Regions from separate parts of the Gossypium hirsutum genome. Here region 1 is linked to region 2. Evidence: chromatin contacts called from public Hi-C data. All regions are on one chromosome and are shown on one strand. Each heading gives the region's core, a stretch centred on a gene start, on an enhancer-like site or on the middle of the called end of the contact. The rest is flanking DNA. Distances are from core to core; before and after follow the strand shown.

What was found. A called contact is a pair of places that touch in the nucleus more often than the background predicts.
Region 1: a contact with region 2 is called in a Hi-C map of leaf, with 1.6 times the contacts expected there. The contact joins the promoter of LOC121211291 here to the promoter of LOC107927214 in region 2. A contact is called at or near these places in 2 of 34 Hi-C or Micro-C datasets (both in leaf).

Annotation. Positions count from the first base shown.
Region 1 is chrA12:12,106,373-12,111,604 of Gossypium_hirsutum_v2.1, forward strand. It overlaps LOC121211291, which reads right to left and starts at 3,615. Exons shown (of 1, transcript XM_041083938.1): 1 at 2,910-3,615. The coding sequence starts at 3,439. The coding sequence ends at 3,176.
Region 2 is chrA12:11,445,036-11,449,860 of Gossypium_hirsutum_v2.1, forward strand. LOC107927214 (LOB domain-containing protein 41) reads right to left here and starts at 2,897. Exons shown (of 2, transcript XM_016858244.2): 1 at 2,354-2,897; 2 at 1,223-2,247. The coding sequence starts at 2,543. The coding sequence ends at 1,529.

The DNA of each region.
Region 1 (5,232 bases), core at 2,365-4,864, 660 kb after region 2:
CCTAAAGTTACACATTTATTCAATTTAGTCCCTATTTCATAATTACACAAAATTCACAAAATTCAATATCACCCATGCTTATCCAAATTATCTATAGGTCCCTAAAATCCCATATTTTTCATTTATTTCACAATTTAACCCCTCAATTTATACTTTTCTCAAATTAATCCCTAATTGACATTTTTGTCAAAAATCACTTTACAAAACATGTATATCAAACACCAAGCTTGCATAATTCATCATAAAACATCATAAAACTCATGGATTCATCAATGGAATTTTTTAAAATCACCTACAAATTTAGAAATGAGGGCACGGGCTAGCTAGTACTCAAAGCAATGATCACAAAAACGTAAAAATCATTAAAAACTAAGCTCAAAATATACCTTAATCAAAGCTTCAAGTTGTCGAAACCCTAAACACATTCAAGATTTATTTTCTTCTTCAAATTCGGGTAAGTATGATAAAAGAAGATGGAAAATTTGGTTTTGTTTTAATTATAATAACTTAATAATCAAATTACCATTTTATCCATTAATTATAAACATATAAATCACTTAATATAAGGCCATTTATGTCCATCTCCAATATCAATGATCTAATTACAACATAAGGACCTTTCATTTAATAAGCCATGGGAATTAAGCACTTTTAACATATAGAATGCAACTTTTGCATTTTACGTGATTTAGTCCTTTTATCAAATTAAGCTATTAAACGATAAAATTAGCTCACAAAATTTTCACACATATATAATCACATGCTGTAAACATAAAAAATAGTATTAAAATAATTTTACGACCTCAGATTTCTGGTTCCGAAACCACTGTTCCGATTTAGCTAAAATCGGACCATTACACATATCATCCCACCGCATGCAATACAGTATGACATGCTTCATAATAGAACAAATCAACACTAGCAGTAAACATGCTTAACATGTATTCAATTCAACACTGGTAGTAAACATGCTTAACATGTATTCAATTGGGTGGTAACATTATTAACACTAATAGTTTATCTATTTCAAAATGACAGTAGCATGTAATATTCACTTCTCATTCAATATAGCCATTGCACTTTAGTCATTAGATCATCAATTCTAGAATAACACAATAATAGGGACTTAATTGAGCAAATAAAGACTTTAAAAATAATTCAAGGTGTATAGACGGACTAAATTGAACATATCATAAATTTTTAAACAAAACTGTAAAATCGAGGTCACACAGCTATGTGTCCAGGCCTTGTGAAAAGCTTTAGGTCGCGTAAAGGGTTACACGGCCATGTGGCAAATGCAAAAATTAGCCTATAGGAGAGGCACGACCGTGTAGAAGAGCTATGGCCGTGTGGTTCACGAACTAGCCTGGGGTTTTGAGAGGCACATGGTTATGTGGTGGCCATGTGGTCCACCCATATAGGAGACCATGTAGCCCTGATTCTACACACGATAAGCACTGATTCACTTGGGAAAGATCACACACCTTTCATCGGAGGTCTGATTGATGTTCCTCACGATAAAACCTGATCTGACACATTTAAATTCGATTGTTCAAACATATGTACACAATTAATATTTGACGTCAAGATTGCCAAGATTTGCAAAAGATTTATCAAGATTTCAAATAGATCAATTGGTCGAATTAAAGATTAAAGTTTGGAGATTTGTGCGGCAGGGTTACTAAATTGAATCATAGGAATGAGGTGTATTTACCGTTTCTTGGCAAGAATAGAGATGTTATTGACGACAATTACTAAACTTGTAGAAGAATGATTTAATGGTGCTTTTTTTATTTGTGTAAGCAAAATAATTGACAACAAAAAGATGAAAAATATAATGCAAAAAAGAGAAAAAAATAAAAAAAGATGACAAAATTCTAATAGGAATTGCAATATAACAAAATGCCAAGTCTAATTAGGAAAAGATGGCTAAATACCTAGCGTTTAGAAATATGCCAGTTCTGTCGAAATTAAAAAGGAAATGGAAGGGGGATTGGATGATTAGAACTCGGGTCACTTGAGAGGATACTAGTGCTTTAACTGTTAGGCTTGAGGTGACTTTTATCTTAAGTTGCTAAAATATTAAAGAAAAGAAATGCTCAAAAAGTAGCTTGAACTTGTGTCTTTAGGGAGGTTACTAGACATTTAACCATTCAGCCCTTTACATTTTCTTGTTTATCCATTACAATTAACCCCCTGTATTTTAGGGTGTAACATAGTTAAATCTATCAAGTCATCAATTCCCGTTTTGATTAGTTTGTCCAATTTGATCAAATAAATTATTGAAAATTCATAAAAATAAAAATATTTTAAAAATAGAGAAAACCGATTAAACTAATTTTTTTAGCTCAATTCAACTGGGTTATATCGGGTCAATTAGTTCAACCGATATCTCAACCGGATTCTTAGTCCAACCTATTCAACCGACCAATCTAATTCTAAAAATATTCGTTTTGATCGATGAAGGAACTTTTTCGATCTAGTCAGGTCAAGCTAATAGGCGGTGAAGTTTGAAAGCAAAATTAATCGCCAGCGTCTAGATCTCAAAAAGGTGAATTTTGAGTATTTTTGACATTGCTAGATATTATAAAAGAAGAAAAAATAAAAATAAAAAAATAGACAGAAAAATAATGTAAAAGAAAAAAATTCAAAATATTTTTTGATGATATAACATTTAGATGTAAAATGTGTACCCAAAACATAGTTGAGGTAAAAATGTTTTAAAATTAACTTAGTTTGACTAACAGTTAACCTAATATGGAAAAAAAATAGTTTAGGTTCTCGTTGTTTAAAAAAAATATTAAGCACCAAAATGTAAAAAAGTTGTATAATTGAAGTAGTGAATTGAACCGGTAAATAATAAGAGAGAATTGGGTTGTCCTTAACCGTCATCAGCAATACCATAAGCATACTCTGAACTCTCTGGCTGCCCAACATGCAGCTTTTTATGATTTCATATACATATACACATCTCACATTTAAAAACCATTGTCTCTACCCTTCACATCCATTTATTACACCGTATTTTTACATTAAAGCAGTACAGATCAATTATTATGATTTTATTTGCAATTTTACATAAAAAAAAGGAATAAATCATTATGGATATATGAATGAATAAAATAAGAAGCAGTTAAGGAAAAGCCAAAAGCAACATAAACGAAGTCTAATAATCCTAGTGCTTTTGGGTAGTTTTATGATACTTTTCTTTGATCCATTGAAGCCCCGAAGAGGTTCCTTGTTTGACCTTCTTCATCCCAGTTGAAGCCACAGCTTTGGTCTTCTCAAGCCCATCCCCGACCTTCTGCTTGTACTTGGCTGTTGCCCCACCGCTGCTGCTTTTCTTCTTGTTTGCAGCACCGTTGGAAGCCGCTGGATCGCTGTAGTCCCATTGCTCTGCCCATGATGATCCATTACCGTACGAGTTGTTCCCTTCCATTTGCTCTTTTTTTTTCTTTTTTTTTTCTTTCTGTATTGACAGATTAAAAGGGGGGGGGTCGGTTTTCAGCTGAGAATTCTAAGAATAATTTATAGATTGAATTTAGGGCAAGTATTGGGAATTATTTTGTTGATCAATGTTAGGGAATACGGAGGAAGCAGTGCTTTGAATTTGATGAGAACTCAAGTCCCTATTATATAGGCGTTAATCCAACAAAGAAAACTGGGCTGTATCCAGGAATGGGACCCAGCTGATTAATCAATTTGTATTATTATATTATCTATAACCGAAATGCCAAAAATAACCTCCTTTTTTATTTAATGCTTTCTTAGTAACTAGGTTTTGTAAATTAAAATAGGACGATTTTTTTATTTTCTAAGCAAATGTTTTATTTATTTTTATTTTTTAAAATATAATTATTTATTACATTAATTGTGCAAAATTTTAACTTCACAAGTGATTAAGATTTTGTCATGTGACAAAAATAAAATAAAAAAATAAAATATACTATAAAATTTTAATTCCATTTTTGAAGATAAAAATTTTCATAACTTATTACAAATTATTTTTTTTAAATACAACTTAAGAATACATGACAAAAATTCAACTCTACTTATAATTTTTTTTTATAAAAGTTATTATCTAAACTTTTTCTTGCCTTTTATCTTAATTTTTTATTATCATTGATAGTACAGAGGATAAAGGGTATTTAAAAAAGAAAAAGCAGGAAGGGTAGTATAGTCAAACGCAAAAAGTTGAATAAATTAAGAAAAAAAAAGAGAAGCGCGTAGTTATTTTGGGGTTCTGGAATTATCCAAAAAATAGGGTGGATTAATTTGACCGTGATCTCTGACGCTACACGGTAACGCAGGATGTATGGAAAGTTCTGTTTAAGAAGCTTCCGCAATCGTCATTGCGTATGCCTTCGCCTTTTGATTTTATTTACATCTTCAAACTATAAAACATATTATATATTCTCATCCAACTACTCTTACACTGCCACCTTTATATCCGTTGGACTGTTCTAAGTCAGAATTCAGGTACTTTCTAGAAAACATGCTATTTCAACACTGCTACCACAAACGCTGTCGTTGTTCGGTCATCTGCCACCAGCTTCATTTTGAACTGGTACCAATAATAACATTCCCAAAACCAAAAACATGTCACTCTAATAACCATTGCACATTCTAAATCCAATTTTAAAAAATAAAAAATAATTATTAAATTATTTAAAATGTTATATTTTAATCATTTATTAAAAATTAGAAAATAATCTATATATTATTTAAAAAATTTATTTAATTATTGACTTGTTAAATCTTTAATAAATGACTGATGTAACCGTTAAATCAATGTTTATATAATATAATATGATATAATATTATCTATGTAATTTTTATTTAACTTAAAAAAATAGTTTGGGTGTTTTTTTTATTGTTTAATGAATTAACTTAATCTAAATTACTATATTTTAGGTTTGTTTAACAACGTTCTTAATAATTTTATTAACATTAGAGAAAAAAAGTTAGGATTTAATAATTTAGTGACTTAAATAAAACTTTTAAAGATAACTGATTAAACTATAAACTTATTAATAGTTTAATAACTTTAAATGTAGTTTATATTACAAGAAACTACACAATCTTAAATATATATATTTTTAATAAATCACAAGAGAAAGATAAAACTCTAACAAGAATACAACTAGCATGACTCTAAAGTAAGCTACACTTGAAATTGTAAGCATTCTAACTATCTTACTAACACACGAAATTATAGTAAATCCCAAATAT
Region 2 (4,825 bases), core at 1,647-4,146:
GATTTGGGTCGTGTCGAGCAGGGCTTGGGCAAAAAAAAACTTACTTGAGGCCTGACCCGTTTAGGTAATAGGCCTTATTTCTTGTCTAAGCCTATTTTTCAAACCTATATTCTTCCCAAGCCCTCCCATTTTTAGACGGATCTTCAGGATTAGGCGGGTGACTTAGATCATGATCAAGTCTACTTGTAATATATATTTTTGAGGAATAAATATAAAATTTATTAAGCCATTTTGAAAATCATATAAATATATATAACATTTTAAATATGATTATAATTGAAAAAATATTTAGTACACTATCCTTGAAACTTTTAGACTCCACAAATAAGATCGGGGGTTGACAAGTGTTCTATAAAGTATAATAAAATATTAAAAAAATAAATATTTAAAATGACAAATTTTAAAACTACTTATGGAATAAAAAAGACACTACAAATGTACTTAATACTATCTCAATTATAATATAAAAATATATTAATGCAAGGAGAGGATTGTACTAGTGTAGTCCAAGTGTTGATTTTTTTCACGCGTTTCTATCATTTTTAATATAATTAATATTTTAATAATTCAAATATTAATTTTTTCAATATAATTATACTTATTAAGTATTTATAATTTTAAACCATCAAAATATATCTATCAAATAGATTTAGAATATTATTTTTATTAATACTAAATTATATCATACCTATTGTGTAGGTGAAATTTTTTAACAACAAACATATTTATAATTTTATTTTTTAAACTAAAAAAAAAAGAGGAACATTTTCTTTGTGTAATGGTTGAGGCTTTTCTACTTTAGTATTGTATTTTTAAATAAATTATTAAAAAATACTTTGATAATCATATTAGTTGTAAAATGGTATTTAAGTTAGTGTTTAAATTCAATCAAAAGTTTTATATACAATATAAATATATTTTAAAGTTAAAAGCTTTTACATAAAATAAATAGTACAGTATTAAAACTTGACATAAATAATCTATATAAATAAATAATTATAAAAATATATAAATTGTCAAATTAAATTGTGGACACATTGCTTTCAAATTAAAATAATCTCGACTCAACTTTGCTACTATAATATAAAATGTGAAAAATTAAGTTTATTGAATTATATAAAAATATGTAAGAAAATTAAATATTTTATTATACAAATTTAGAAATGCCACATTATTATTTTAACGATAAATAACAAAAATAGGAGTAAATACAAGGTCCCAGTTTGTTTTATAAAATTTTGTATAGTTCATTCATTGTCATAATACAATTCCAATTAGGTAAAATAATAAAGTTGAAAAGAAATAAAATCTTTATGATTCCCCCTATAAAATTTACCATTTCTACTCATGTAAACTATTTCTTTTGTTTACATAAAGGGAAAAAGGAAAATTACAAAAAGAACTTACAAAAAAAAAAAAAAAAAGAAAAAACAACCCACAGCTCTTCTATGTATAAAACAAAAGCCGGAAACGAGCCGCCAAAACTGGGAACAAACTATCCTTTTGTTTTTCCTTTTATAAAAGCCATTTAAGCCGCCGGATAGTCAAGACCCAGCTCAAACTTACACGTTTGACTATCCTCGAACGTGCCGTATGCTTCCACTCTCCTTTTCTTTACAGGCACCACCACCTGACAAGCACGTGACATCACCGGTTTAAACCCCAGCGTCAACTCCAGCCCAATCTCGCTGCTTCCCTCCACCGTCCTTTCTTCCAACACCTTACCTCCGAGCTCCGGCCCCGCCGGAAACAGCCGCGAAGCCGCCACTGTTTCCTCTGAGATCATACTCGAGGTTTCTTTACTTTCCCCATCCATAACAGCCAACTCAGATTGGTGACTCAGCGAGGACTCGTGACTCGTCGACCGGTTTCCCTCGAACCCTTCATCAGCGTAACACCGCGGTTCGGGTGGTTCCGAGCTGCGGTTCTCCTCCTCTAAGACCGGGTTATTCACCTTCGGCTTCAAAGTTCTTTTAACTCGGCACCGTGTCTTAACTCGTTGGACATCGTTAGAGGCTGCAGAGTTTTCATCTTTGGAAACATGACGAATGTCGTATGCTTTTAGAGGCGGCCCTTGACCATTCGCAGCGGCTTCCGACGCAATCGGAGTGATCGGAGCACCTTTTAGCACAGCTTCTACGGCGGCTTGGCAAAGCTGCCAGCTTCCGGACCATAATAAGCCGACAGAACCGTATATCGGGTTCACTATCCGACCACAAGCCTCGTATAATAACGACCTAAAAATAGCTGAATAAATAGGGAAAAGAAATCAGTGAAAGAAAAGACAGTAATCTAAAAATAATGTAAATTAAAAATAAACAGAGCAGATGTGTGAAAGGAAAGTGAAACTGACCAGGGCGGAGGTGTTCGGGGCCGGCGTTGATGAGGTTCATAAGGCCAGCACGGCCATAGAACTTGGCTAGAAAGACGGTGGCGTTTGCTTGGGATTCAGGGCTTTTGATCCATTGTAAACAGGGCCTGATGCTACAATTTTCACTGCAGCCCTTACGAAGAATCCGGCATCCATTACAACTCATGCGCATTTTGAGAAGTTGGAGAAAGAAAAGAGAAAATTTGGGGGGGGGATTGAAGAAAAGAGGGAAGTTGGAGTATTTAAGGGAAGCGGAAAAGGAAAATATAAAAATAAGAGATATTCTTTTACGAAAAAATGGCCGCTGGGTTTTCAGGTATAGGACCAGGGGAACGCAGTTGTTTTAATTTCCAAAACGCTGGTTTCCACATTCAAGGAGGTTGGCTTTCAAAAATAAATCAATTTTTATTTAAAAAACAATAAAAACATGGTACTGCTATGTTTTTAAATACTTTTGCTATTTCACTACTCTCACCCTCTCACTCGTGCAACTCACTCCCAATTAAGGAATCCAATTTCAATTCCCCATTGGAGGCGTACTTAATGTACTGTCCCTTCTGCGTAAGACAACCTAAATATTTACGGAACGTAACTCCTCTCGGGGAAATCGATGCACAACTCATTTTTACTAAACTACCCCCACTTGCGCTCGATATGTTACTGCTTTCTAAAGGGTAAAACGGATACTTGAATATAAGGACAGGTGGTGAAAAAGGTAAGGGATGCCATGCAAATGGGTCCAAAAATTGAGAAAGGAAGAGAGTAGCGCGTGGAAGACACGTACAGGCATCAGAGTGTTGTCGAATCGCCACATATGAGGTAGAGGGTGTGAAGTGGGAGCCCCTGTTTTATTTTAATTAAAGAAAAACAGAATAAAATAATATAGAAAAAGGCTCCTGGTTTTCGGGAGGTTCGTGTTGATTCAAAAACCACTTTAAAAGAGGGAAAGCGAAAACCGGTAACCGGTTTCCGGATTTGAATGTTGGGACTGTGGGCGCTTCACAAGCTCATCAGCCAACGGTTTTGAAGGGGTTTCTTTTATATATTTTCTTTTCTGAAATTTGCATTAAGCTCATACTTATCATCTATTACAGTAGAATAAATAAAGAAATCATTTTTCTTTATTTGAGAAACCAATTTTCTTATACGGTTTTATTTCTAGTATACACTTATATGTTATCTTTATTAATCTCATTTACATTTCTAACTTTTTAAATTTTTTTTTTAATTTTACTTTTATAAAAAATAATCGAAAGGTTTGTTTGTTCATTTTAATGACATGATGACATTTTAGTATTTAATTAATTTTTAAATTCTAAAAAAAAATATTAAAAATATTGCAAGAAGTTGCACATTTCTCTTTTTCTTATATTTTTTTAAAATAATTTATTTAATTTTCATAATTTTTAAAAAATATTTTATATCTTTCTAACCAATTTATTCTTTCAAAATATTAATTTATATGATATTAAATTATTTTATATCATAAAATAAATATAGCTAATCATTCAAAACAAAACTAATATCCAAATTATTAAAACTAAGTAAATATATATTCATCCAGTAATTTCTTTTACACTTAAATATAGAAGGTTTTCTATTCAAAATAGATCTCTAAGTGGTAGTTTTTGCGGTGGATAAGGCGAAAAGAATGCTATTGACAGCGATGATTAAAGGATGGAAAAAGGCTTGGCAGTGCTTTCACTTACTGGTAGGGAGGAGGAGGAGGCATGGCAAGTAGATCTGAAGGAGGAAGTGAGGGAGTAGGTGGTGAATCTGAGTGTGGTGGGTAGCTTCTTGATGGCCACTGTTGTACAGTTTCAGGCGATGCGCACCACTTTGGTGAATTTATGGCACCCTCATGGGGGTGTTAAGATTACTTATATGGGTGAGAAGCGGTTTCTCTTTCAGTTTTACTATGAGATTGATCTTGACAGGTTCTTGGATGGAAGTCCCTAAACGTTCAACAACCATTTACTACTTTTTCATCGATTAAAGGAAGGGGATGACCTCATGGTTGTGCCATTGTTTCGGGTTGATTTTTTGGTCTAGATTCATGATCTTCTGACGGGATTAATGTCAGAAATGATGGCTAGGCAATTTGGGGGCTTTTTTGGGGCAATTTTAGTATGGTGCGAAGTCATTGAATAAATGGTATGGGGGTTATATGCGAATTCGTGTCAGGATTGATGTGAGAAATCCGCTAATGAAGCATAAGAAACTTATTCTGGAGAACAAATGGTTCTTTTATGCGCGATTCCAATATGAAAAGCTTTCGATATTTTACTTTTTTTTATGGCTGATTGGGATAATCTGAGAGATTTTGCCCAGCCAAGATCGTTAATGGGAAAAAAATTGGTATCTGAGTGGGATCTTTCGATTAAAACAATACCGAAAAGAGCAATGGTGGTGACTAGTCCTTAGTTACGGGAGAAGGGAGAAAGGCCACGGATT